Linked DNA regions of Sus scrofa: region 1 is linked to region 2. Evidence: chromatin contacts called from public promoter capture Hi-C data. All regions are on one chromosome and are shown on one strand. Each heading gives the region's core, a stretch centred on a gene start, on an enhancer-like site or on the middle of the called end of the contact. The rest is flanking DNA. Distances are from core to core; before and after follow the strand shown.

What was found. Promoter capture Hi-C pulls out the DNA fragments that hold promoters and counts their contacts.
Region 1: a promoter capture Hi-C map of fetal liver shows a contact between it and region 2, with 2.2 times the contacts expected there. The contact joins the promoter of CHML here to the promoter of LOC110255736 in region 2. A contact is called at or near these places in 1 of 5 promoter capture datasets (fetal liver), 1 of 47 Hi-C or Micro-C datasets (embryonic fibroblasts) and 1 of 2 datasets of contacts at active chromatin or transcription factors (alveolar macrophages).

What each region holds. Positions count from the first base shown.
Region 1 is chr10:11,832,925-11,838,159 of Sscrofa11.1, forward strand. It overlaps CHML (rab proteins geranylgeranyltransferase component A 2), which reads left to right and starts at 2,548. Exons shown (of 2, transcript XM_021064370.1): 1 at 2,548-2,942. It overlaps WDR64 (WD repeat-containing protein 64), which reads right to left and starts at 2,363. Exons shown (of 28, transcript XM_021064368.1): 1 at 2,110-2,363.
Region 2 is chr10:11,312,747-11,318,080 of Sscrofa11.1, forward strand. It overlaps LOC110255736, which reads right to left and starts at 1,984. Exons shown (of 7, transcript XM_021065090.1): 1 at 1,938-1,984; 2 at 840-1,282. The coding sequence starts at 1,984. HHIPL2 (HHIP-like protein 2) reads right to left here. Exons shown (of 10, transcript XR_002336124.1): 9 at 4,934-5,334; 10 at 3,101-3,730. TRNAT-UGU (a tRNA gene) reads left to right here and starts at 630; the gene lies at 630-702.

The sequences.
Region 1 (5,235 bases), core at 1,298-3,797, 520 kb after region 2:
GAAATACCAGCATTTTTTGCAACATGGATGGACCTAGAAACTATCATGCTAAATGAAGTCAGCCATACAATGAGACACCAACATCAAATGCTTTCACTGACATGTGGAATCTGAAAAAAGGACAGACGGAACTTCTTTGCAGAACAGATGCTGACTCAGACTTTGAAAAACTTATGGTCTCCGGAGGAGACAGTTTAGGGGGTGAGGGGATGTGCTTGGGCTGTGGGATGGAAATCCTGTGAAATTGGATTGTGATGATCATTGTACAACTACAGATGTGATAAATTCATTGAGTAATAAATAAAATAAAATAAAGGTAATGGTAGGGAAATGGGAAGAGCTGTGTGTGCTGTTCCCTCCACACTCATCCCCCTCCCTTACCCCCCAGAGGTTCTCCAGGCCACAGCAGGCTCCGTTTTGGACGGTTAACAGGTGTTTTCCATGAGTTTTTACATTTCAATATTACAACGCTGTGGAATTTATATGCCTTAACAGTGACCAGAAAGGCTTTGAGAACTAAGATGTCAACCAAGGGCACTGAAGAACAGCTGGAAAAAGATATTGGAGATCAAGTTCATTTCACTTGCACCTACCGAGTCCAGCTCACTCAGTAAACTGGTTACATCTGCACGCTTCTCCTACTTTAACAGAATGAGATGCAGGCACAATCTGAAAATGCTTTTTATTGTGGCAAAATATGCAGAACATAAAATTTATCATCTCAGTCATTTTAAGTGAGCAGTTCAGTGGCATAATCAACTATCTACCTGTGCTACCATCCCCGCTCTTCATTTCCAGAACTTTGACAACCTCCCGAACTGAAGCTCTGTACCCGTGAACCGCTAACTCCCCATCCCGCCCTCCCCGCAGCCCTGAACTATTCTACATTCTGTCATTAAGAATTTGCCTATTCTCAGTCCCTCACAGAAGCGGAATCATATATTTGTCCTTTTGTGTCTGGCTTATTTCACTTAGCATAATGTTTTCAAGATTTATCTATGTTGCAGCACGTATTAGAATTTCATTTCTTTTTATGATGGAATAATATTCATTGTATGTACATATCGCATTTTGTGTATCCATTTTTCTGTGGATGGACATTTGGTTTATTTCCACCGTTTGGCTATTGGGAATACTACTACTATGAACACTGGTGGACAAAATCATGTTCCAGCCCCTGCTTTCAATTAATTCTTTTGGCTATATATCTAGAAGCAGAATGGCTGGATCATACGATAAATCCATGTTTTTTGAGCCACTGCAGTCACAGTGGCTGCATCCTGTTGAGCCACAACAGGAGCTCCTGTCTTATTTTCTTTATGGCACATTTCACAACACTACATATTTGATTATCATCTGTTCTCCCAACACGACTGGAACATAAGCTTTATGAGGACAGGAACTCAGCACCAATGAAAGAATGAATGAATACCTTGGGAAAAAACACAGAGTCCCTCTTCATTTAAGCATGCATCAAACTACTATTTATTAAGACCTTACTGTAGACTAGGCACATGTTGTAAACACAACGGATATTAGGCACAGAGCTTGTTAAATGGTTGTATAAATCTAAAATATAAAATTAGAGTTTTTAAAAGGACTGGGTGGGTGAGTCCCCTAGAGGACAAGTCCAGATCGGAAGCCTTAAGAAAAAATCACCAGCTATTGCTCCATGCACCATGATAGGAAGTAACCTTGTCTTGACAATTAGATTATATCTCCAAGGCCCACAAAACCGGGGTTCAGTGAAGCTAGCAATTTTCTAGGGATCTTCTAATGGAGGTGGGAGACACACTCCCTCGTGGAGGGCAGTTCCTTCGCCCTTGCACAGGCACAGTGCTGGCCAGCGGCGCCCAGGACAGCCTGTAGGACCAGCTCAGGACTGTGCACCCCGCAAAGACTACGGTCAGTTCCGGGACCTATGCTTGCCTTGCCCTCTATTTTCACTGGGTAAAAGGCCAGAGGTGCTGCCCCAGGTATAGCACCCACCTCTCTGCAACTGCGAGATGTGGGCTGGAGCTCGAGGGCGCCGCCTCAGTCGCCACAGCGCCCCTGCATGGAGGACAGCAAGGGCAAAATGAGCAGGCCTGGGGTGCAGCCGGGGCTTACCTCAAGTGTGCAGTACGCGAGCGGGTAGTAACAGCTTCCCGGAGAGGGAGAAGCCAAAGGATCCTGCCATAAATGGTCCTTAATGAGGGAGTGAGTGGGGAAAGAGGAGAGCCCTTCCAGCTGGGTGAGGAGGGCTGCGGAGAGAGGAGCCCCCGGCGATGCTTTGCCTCCAGGCCCCCACGGACTGTGCCGGCGGTGGCGGGTTACTGGGGACCTCAGGGCGTGGGGAGAGGACCCGGCGAATCAGGAAGCAGCTTGGACAGCGAGCAGGGGAGGGGTTAAGGTTGGGAGGTGCTCCGGGGCGGGGCTACAGGGCGCTAGGGGGCGGGGTTACGGCTGGGAGGGGCGTAGGGGCGGGGCTACAGGGAGGGAAAGGGCGGGGTTACGGTAGGGAGGGGGTAGGGGCGGGGCTACAGGGCGGGAAGGGGCGGGGTTACGAGCGGCGTCAGCGGTCTGCGCAGGGGCAGAAAGGGGCGACGGGGACCTCTGAGTGCGCAGAGCCCCGCGCAGAGCCCCAACCAGAGCGGTGCGCGCCGGCGCCTGGCGTGCACACCCAGAGAGGTGGCGGGGCGGCGAGGGCGCCGTGGGGCCCTCACGCCGCCTATCGGGGCGACTACGGGTGCGGGGCACTGCTGCGCCGGAAGCATCCTGCTGCTGCTCGTCCTCTACTTCAAATTCCAGCGGCTCCGCAGCCCCGCTTCGCCGGGCGCCCCCTGCTCATCGTTAGCCTCCGCCACCTGCTGCCTTCCGTTCTCGCGGCCGCGGTGGCTTTCGCGCCCCACAGAGGGGCGGCGCGGATGGTGCGTGAGACGGCTTCATCAGCAGCCTGTAGGGTGAGTGCCGGCGGAGACCGCCTCCTTCTGCGCCCCGACCTAGAGGCTGTGCTCTCCTGACCTCGCCTCCCCCGCCTCGACATCTCTTCCTCCGGCCTCCCCGCCTCACTTCATCCGCTCCCAGACCTCACTCCCTCCACCGGTCCTCCTCGCTCGCTGATCTCCGCCCCTCCCCGTGCTCCCAGGCCCCTCGCCCACCCAGACCCCAGCCTGCTGCCGCAGCTCCTCAATCACCTGCTCGGGAGCTCATCTCACTTGTCTGCTTTCACCTCCTGATTTAATTCAGTAGGGCCCGAGACAGTGGTTTTGACACTTTGAGGAAAGAAACGAGAGGGTGAAGTCAAGAACTTCAAGAAAAAAAGTGGTAGTATTTGTGAAACTTGGAGAGGGTGATGAGAAGTGATTTAATTCATATATTATTTTGCTAAAATGAGAGGTAGAAATCTGACATAGCAACAATGTGTAAATTTTTTTTTAAAATGCTCATTATCAGTTGTAAACCTTTGCTTTCTAGGAAGTGAAATAGTTTTATTCAGGTCCTCAGAATGCAAATTGTGCTCTATAAGCTATTTTTACTATATTTTCCTCCTTATAGGTTCCACCACACCAAAATATAAGGCGAGATTGCAAAAATGGCTCAGAGAACCCCTACTGAAATGGACAGATAATTAGCTATGCAGCCAGTAGATTTCATTAAACTAGAACTTGATCGTTAATTGAAATTTTTTATTTTTTTATTTTTTTGTCTTTTTGCTATTTTTTGGGCCGCTCCCGCGGCACATGGAGGTTCCCAGGCTAGGGGTCTAATCGGAGCTGCAGCCACCGGCCTACGCCAGAGCCACAGCAACGTGGGATCCGAGCCGCGTCTGCAACACCACAGTTCATGGCAACTCCGGATCGTTAACCCACTGAGCAAGGGCAGGGATCGAACCCGCAACCTCATGGTTCCTAGTCGGATTCGTTAACCACTGCGCCATGACGAGAACTCCCTGAAATTTTTTAAAAAACTACTCTTACTCCTATTGAAGATTTAAATCTCACTGAGATTGACATTTCAAAGGACGAGCTACCCAACGTGTCATTGAAGATGTGATTTTTCCAAGCTTGGGAAAGAAACTATTTTTGTGTGTGTGGTCCAGAAGTTTCACTTATACAAAGATTTGAAATAGAAATGTATATTTCTCAGGTCGTAAGTTTCCTTTTAAAAAGTCCTAAAATCCCTAATAATTTATTACTGCTTTTATCTTAACAGGTTTAGAAGAGCAAAACCTTTGTAGCATTATCAAAATATTGATAATCACTAACCTATGTGGTAACAAACTCAAATATTATGTATGTTATGATTCCTTAATACATACCTACATATATATTTTTTTTTTTCTTTTTTCCCTTTTTATAGCTGCACCTGTGGCCTATGGAAGTTCCCAGGTTAGGGGTTGAATCAGAGCTGCAGCTGCCAGCCTACATCACAGCCAGGCAATACTGGATCCAAGCCTCATCTGCGACCAGCACCACAGCTTGCAGCGTTGCCAGATCCTTAACCCACTGAGCCAGGCCAGGGATTGAATCCGCATCCTCACAGACACTACGTCCAGCTCTTAACCTGCTGAGCCACAATGGGAAGCCCTCTTTTTTTATATTTTGCAGGAAACAAGAAAATGTCGTAGAAATCATAATTTCACTTATTTGATGGCCTCAGTGATTCTGATATTCTAATAATACCAACCCTTTCCCAATAAACATTAATCTGAGAACTTCAACTATATAAGACTTGAAACCTGGGAGGAAGCTATAGGTGTGTGTAGGTGTTGCTATAGATGCAGTAGATTGCACTCTTTATATTAATGTCTGATGCCTGCCGGCAGTGTTCAGGCAAGGCTGAGGTTTAAAGAGGGCCGTTCATGCAGAGCCTGACATATCCTCAGTGGCAGATACTGGGTCACAGACGTGAAAGTTCTGATCTACAAGAAAGACTTTGTGCTGGTAAATTCTGTTTCTATTCCAGCTCCGTGCCCGGGAGCTTGGAGACGAGTGTATTGGGGTCTTTATTGGTACCAACGTCCCCCTCTTCCTCATCCGTTCCATCTTGCAGCCCCACCCTGATGTGTCTCCTCGTCTTTTCCATCCTTTTTCTCTCTCTCATCATCCCTGCTCTGGTCCCACCCCAATCAGAAGGAATTTTCTAAGCCAACTAGAAAATTGTGGCTCGCTGGTAACAAACCTGACTAGTATCCATGAGGATGCAGGTTCAATCCCTGGCCTTGCTCACTGGGTTAAGGATCCAGCGTTGCCG
Region 2 (5,334 bases), core at 734-3,233:
TGGTGCCGCGTTAAATGGGGGAGGGGGTGGTGAGAGAAGAGTCTTGATGAGAAAAGGAATCTGAAGGAGGTCAGGGAGAGAAGCCTCCAGACCTCTGGGAGCGCGTGCTTGTCATCCTCTCCTTCAGGCAGTGATGGATCGTTTACACAGGAGAGGGAACAGAGCGCTACCTACTCACTGTACCTCTACCATCGGGTAGGACGTGCGTACTCAAAAATGTGTGGAATCAATTAATTCATCCTCAGTCGATTACTTATTTCAGTTACGGGTACCAAAGATACTCCCCCATAACTTCCCTCTAAGTACAAAACTTGATACAATTTGTCATACAAACAACAGACTGGAGAACTTTTTAAGACGTAAAGGTACCATTCATGCACCATTAGAACAGTATTTCATTTTTGCACTTTCCCTTTCAGTAATTATCTGTATGCATAATGTATCGTCGGTATGAATTCGTGTTTGGTAATCATAAACATACAATTTTGAGATTCGGCTTTTTTTTCTGCTTATTACGTTGTCTTTACAATTGTCCGAGATAGTGGACGCCGAGGGTCAGTTAATTGAGACTGCCGGAAAGCAATGTTACTTCCAATGTCCTTGAATTACAGCGCGCCAGGTAGTGAGCAGGCTCCATAGCTCAGTGGTTAGAGCACTGGTCTTGTAAACCAGGGGTCGCGAGTTCGATCCTCGCTGGGGCCTCATCTGCATTTCCGCTTTTTTTAAAAAACCATCCCGCGTAAATACGCACCAGGGATTCCAAAATGAAACAGTGATTTCTAAAAAACGGTACTTCTGGCAGGACTTAGTCCTGAAATATAAATCACGAACATGCTTACCGTGCCTCAGAGCGACCCGGAAGAGAAAATCCTGGAACGCCGCGAAGCAGGAAAAAAAGAAAAATGGTCCACGGTGGCCGGCGCTACCCGAATCTGCGGCCAGAGCGCCGGAAGAGAGGGCGCAAGGCGCCGGGGGCTCGTTTTCAAAGCCCTGCAAACCCAGACCCCGCGCCGAGTTACGAAAGGCAGAGGGCGGCGACGCGGGGACCTCGACGGCGCGCGGCGCGCGGCGCGGGTGCGCGGGGCGGGCGGGACGTGGCTGCGCCTGCAGTGACGCCGCGCGGCCGCCTGGTGGCGCTGGAGCCCGGCTCTCGCTGGCCCGACCCGCGGCGAGGGCGCCTCCAGACCCTGTTGCCGGGCCCAGAGATTGGCCCGCGTGGCCTGGACGAGGACACGTGGCAGCTTGGCGTTCAGAGCCCAGCTTGGCGCCACCATCCTGCCCCCTACGAGAGAAAGAGGGAGCGATTCCCCGAAATAAACGGGCCCGGGCTGCGCGGGAAGCCAAGGTTTGCAGTTTTTACCCTGAATTCCCGAATGCTGGGTGACTATAGTCACCAGTGCCCTTTCTTTTCTGTTTCTTTTTTTAAGGGCCACGAGTGGCATATGGGAGTTCCCAGGTGAGGGGTCGAATCAGAGCTACAGCTGCTGACCCACGACACAGCAATGTAAGATCCGCGCTGCATCTGCTACCTACACCACAGCTGGTGGTAACCACGGATCCTTAACCTACCGAGAGAGGCCAGGGATCAAACCCGCATCCTCATGGCTACTAGTTGGGTTTGTTTCCGCTGAGCCACAACGGGAATTCCCCAGAGCATTTTCTGAATACAGAAATTGTCCGCACCCAGGATGTTTTGATAAAGGACTGTCTATAAACTAGCCCCCTGCCACATGAAACCATTGAGTGCCTGAAATGTGGCTATTCCAGATTGAGATTTGCTGAAATAAAATACACATTGGGTTTAGAAAATTCAGTACCAAAAAAAAAAAAAAAAGAATGTCAACTATCCCATTAGTAATTTTTAATCAATTACATATTGAAACAATAATACCATAATATACAGGATTAAATAAATTGTGTAATTGCATTAATTTTACCTTTTTTTGGCTACTAGAAAAATTTTAATTAAATGGGCGGCTCCCATTTGCAGCTCTCATATGGGGCAAGTTCAAGGATCCCGAGTCTCATGACCTTGAGTTCAAGTTAATGCTTAACAGTGCTTACAGCAGGTAAGCCTTTCATCTCTTTGGGTCTCCCAGAGCCTGTACTGTGCCTGGCAAGCTGTAAGCATGGCACTTGTTGAGACGAAATCAAGTATCTCCCCCAGCATAACCCAAACTCCACAAAAAACAAGAGAATGTATTTCTTAATCTGGGTTCTTTTGAGGATGATGTGACTGGGACAATTTCTTGGCTTGCAAGATTTTAGCTCTGGATCCTAAAACCCTGGCATTTTTGGTTTTGTTCCATTAAGTCAAATTGCCTATATTCTTCCGGGTACTCTGCAGAATCTGGAGAACTTGTTGAAGCTCTTAGCTCTGTCATTCCTCAAGTACCAGGTTAAAAGCCACCACCCTCCCTGGGGGCCCCCAGAGAGGCTGACAGGGGCGTTGGTTCAAGTCCAGCTGAACAATTCCCCGCTCCCTTGCTGCCGTGGTCCAGGGCAAGTGGCCTAACCTCGCCAGGCCTCACTTCCCTGATCTGCAGCAGAAGTGATGGGGCAACACGCAAGCAGCAAGGTTTTGAGGTTTTGGAGAGTGGATATAAACTTAGCACATAATAGGTATGCAACCTGTAGTCATGTTTGCTATGCTCTCTGCCCCGCAGAACAGTAGGCGCCAGAGGACCTGCCTTTATTCATACCCTCGCTTCAGTGAGGGCGAAGGAGACATCCATTTTAGAGGAGCTCTCCCCCAAAGGCATCACTACAAGCCCCCTCTTAGACCTGAGATGAGGCTTGGGAGTGACACATGGCTCTTAGGCAAACTGGGTGAAGCACGGCAGATTTTTTTTTTTTTTTTCTTTTCTGTCTTTTTCGGCCACCTGGGCATAGGGAGTTCCCGGGCCAGGGATCAAATCCCAGTCGCAGCTGCGACCTAGGCCCCGCTGGGGCAACTGGATCCTTTAACCTGCTGTGCCTGGCCAGGCTCAGAACCTGCGTGCTGGCCCGCAGAGACGCTGCCGAGCCCCTGCCCCACGCGGGAACTCCACGTCCCATTTCTTACCACCAGGCAAGCATCCAGGAGATCAAACACTCCGGGTCCATTTGAGCAAGTGTTGATTTATTGCCTTAGGTCACGGGCACTTACAAACAGGGACACACAGTGGACTTCCAAGCGGGTTTACAGACTGGCAAACAGGCAGCCAGGTAGCCTGGCAACATGGGCTTTGGTCTCGCTGCAGAAGCGGACATGGGGCATCCGGTCAGGTCAGAGGACAAGGTTCTTGAGGAGAAGACCACTGCGCAGCCCAAGGTCAAGCTCTCACCACTGGTCCTCGCCTGCACCCCAGCTTCCCAGGTGTCTAAGGTCATGTGCAGCAGCAGCAGCAGCAGCAGCAGCAGTTCCCCAGGGGCAAACTGGAAGCTCATCCCCTGACCCACCACCTTGACGGAAGCATCAGAGGGAGGCTCCTGCCAGCTCGCTGCCGCTGTGCCCCTCTGCCTGGGGGGGTCTTGGGGCTCTGCTTCCTCCTCCCCTGGGGGCCTGGGGACCACACTCGCTTCTTTGCCCCAGGCCGAGGAAACGGCTTCCTGCTGCTTGTGGGGGAAGCTGGCTTCTTGGAGGGGCCTTTCCGAGAGGAGGCCCGGTCTGGCCTGGAAGTTACAGTTGCGTTGGATGATTTTCTAGCAGCTTCTTCAGCTTGCTCCTTTAGCAAGTCCAAGACCGTCTCTGGGAAACAAATATTTATTTAGTAGAAATAGAAGCCCTGGAAAGCAGCTCTAAGGGAAGTGCCACCCAGGAAACCTGTGCTCGCTTGAGGGTTCTTGAATGTAAGTTCTTTTTTTTTTTTTTTTTTTTTGTCTTTTTGCTATTTCTTGGGCCGCTCCCGAGGCATATGGAGGTTCCCAGGCTAGGGGTCTAATTGGAGCTGCAGCCACTGGCCTACACCAGAGCCACAGCAACGCGGGATCCAAGCTGCATCTGCAACCTACACCACAGCTCACAGCAACGCCGGATCCTTAACCCACTGAGCAAGGGCAGGGACCGAACCCGCCACCTCATGGTTCCTAGTCGGATTCGTTAACCACTGCGCCACAACGGGAACTCCTTGAATGTAAGTTCTTTTGAAATTAACATTTTTAATGTCCTTCACTGGCCTTGATCTAAAAATACTTTTTTTTTTTTTTTTTTTTCTTTTTAAGGCATACAGAGGTTCCCAGGCTTGGAGTCAAATAGCAGCTGCAGCTGCAAGCCTACACACACCACAGCCAGAGCAACGCCAGATCCGGGCAGCATCTGTGACCTACAAGCAGCTCATGGCAATTCCAGATCCTTAACCCACTGATCAAGGCCAGGGATTGAAACCCGCATCCTCATGGGTACTAGTCAGGTTCCTTACTGCTGAGCCCCAATGGGAACTCCCAAAACAATTCCTTTGTGATGGGATTCCTCCAATGCTGCATGGCTCTAGAAGAGTTCCCTTGGAAACAGCATCCTTCCGCTGTGAGTCTTTCCTGACTCCGCACCTAGCCTGGAAGAGGGCCTCCGGCTGGGGGCCCAGTCAGAGGCCTGGACATCCTTCTAGCCAGAGCCTCCGTGCTGCATCTATTTCTTCATTTGCCTGTGCTCCATGCGCCCTCTCACTGGACTCAGAACTCCTGTAGGTCAGGCTCACTGCTGTGTCCCCAGGGATGGCCACAAAGGAAGGAAGGAACGAACGAGGGACCACAGGTCACAGCAAAAGCAGGTGCTGGCCCTCTCCGTCTGGTCGCAGAGGAGACATCTAGACAGAGCCATGGGTCCCAGTCCTCACCCAGAGGATAAGCCTTGGTGAGAAAAGACCTCCCGCCCCAGGATGGCAGCTGTCTGCAGAGGGCACTGTGCGGGCGCCTGGATGCCAAGCCCTGAGCCCAAAGACAAAGACAGACTCACTGGCTAGTGGCCTGAATGGGATCCGCTTACTCTTGATTTTCACCGGCACCGGCTTGTATGTGCACTTTCCCGGAGGTGCTCGCCTAAAAACAGATAGAAAACGTGAGGACCCAGGACTCTGAAGACGGGACCAGGAACTCAAGGTCAGCAGGAGGCGTGCGTTTGCAAGACTTGGGTTCAGCCCCCCTTTATCCATAGGGGTGGGATGGACGGAGGAGGAATCTGGGATGAGCTCTGACAGAGAGGAGAACAGACAGGGACACCCAGGGCCACTACCACCCAGGGTGGTGTAGGCGGCAGAGGACTGAGTTCAAATCCTGGGGACCGCGGGCAGGAAAACTTGGCTAGGTTTCAACTTTCACGTCTATAAAATAGCAAAAGTAATAGAGAGAGATGAGGAT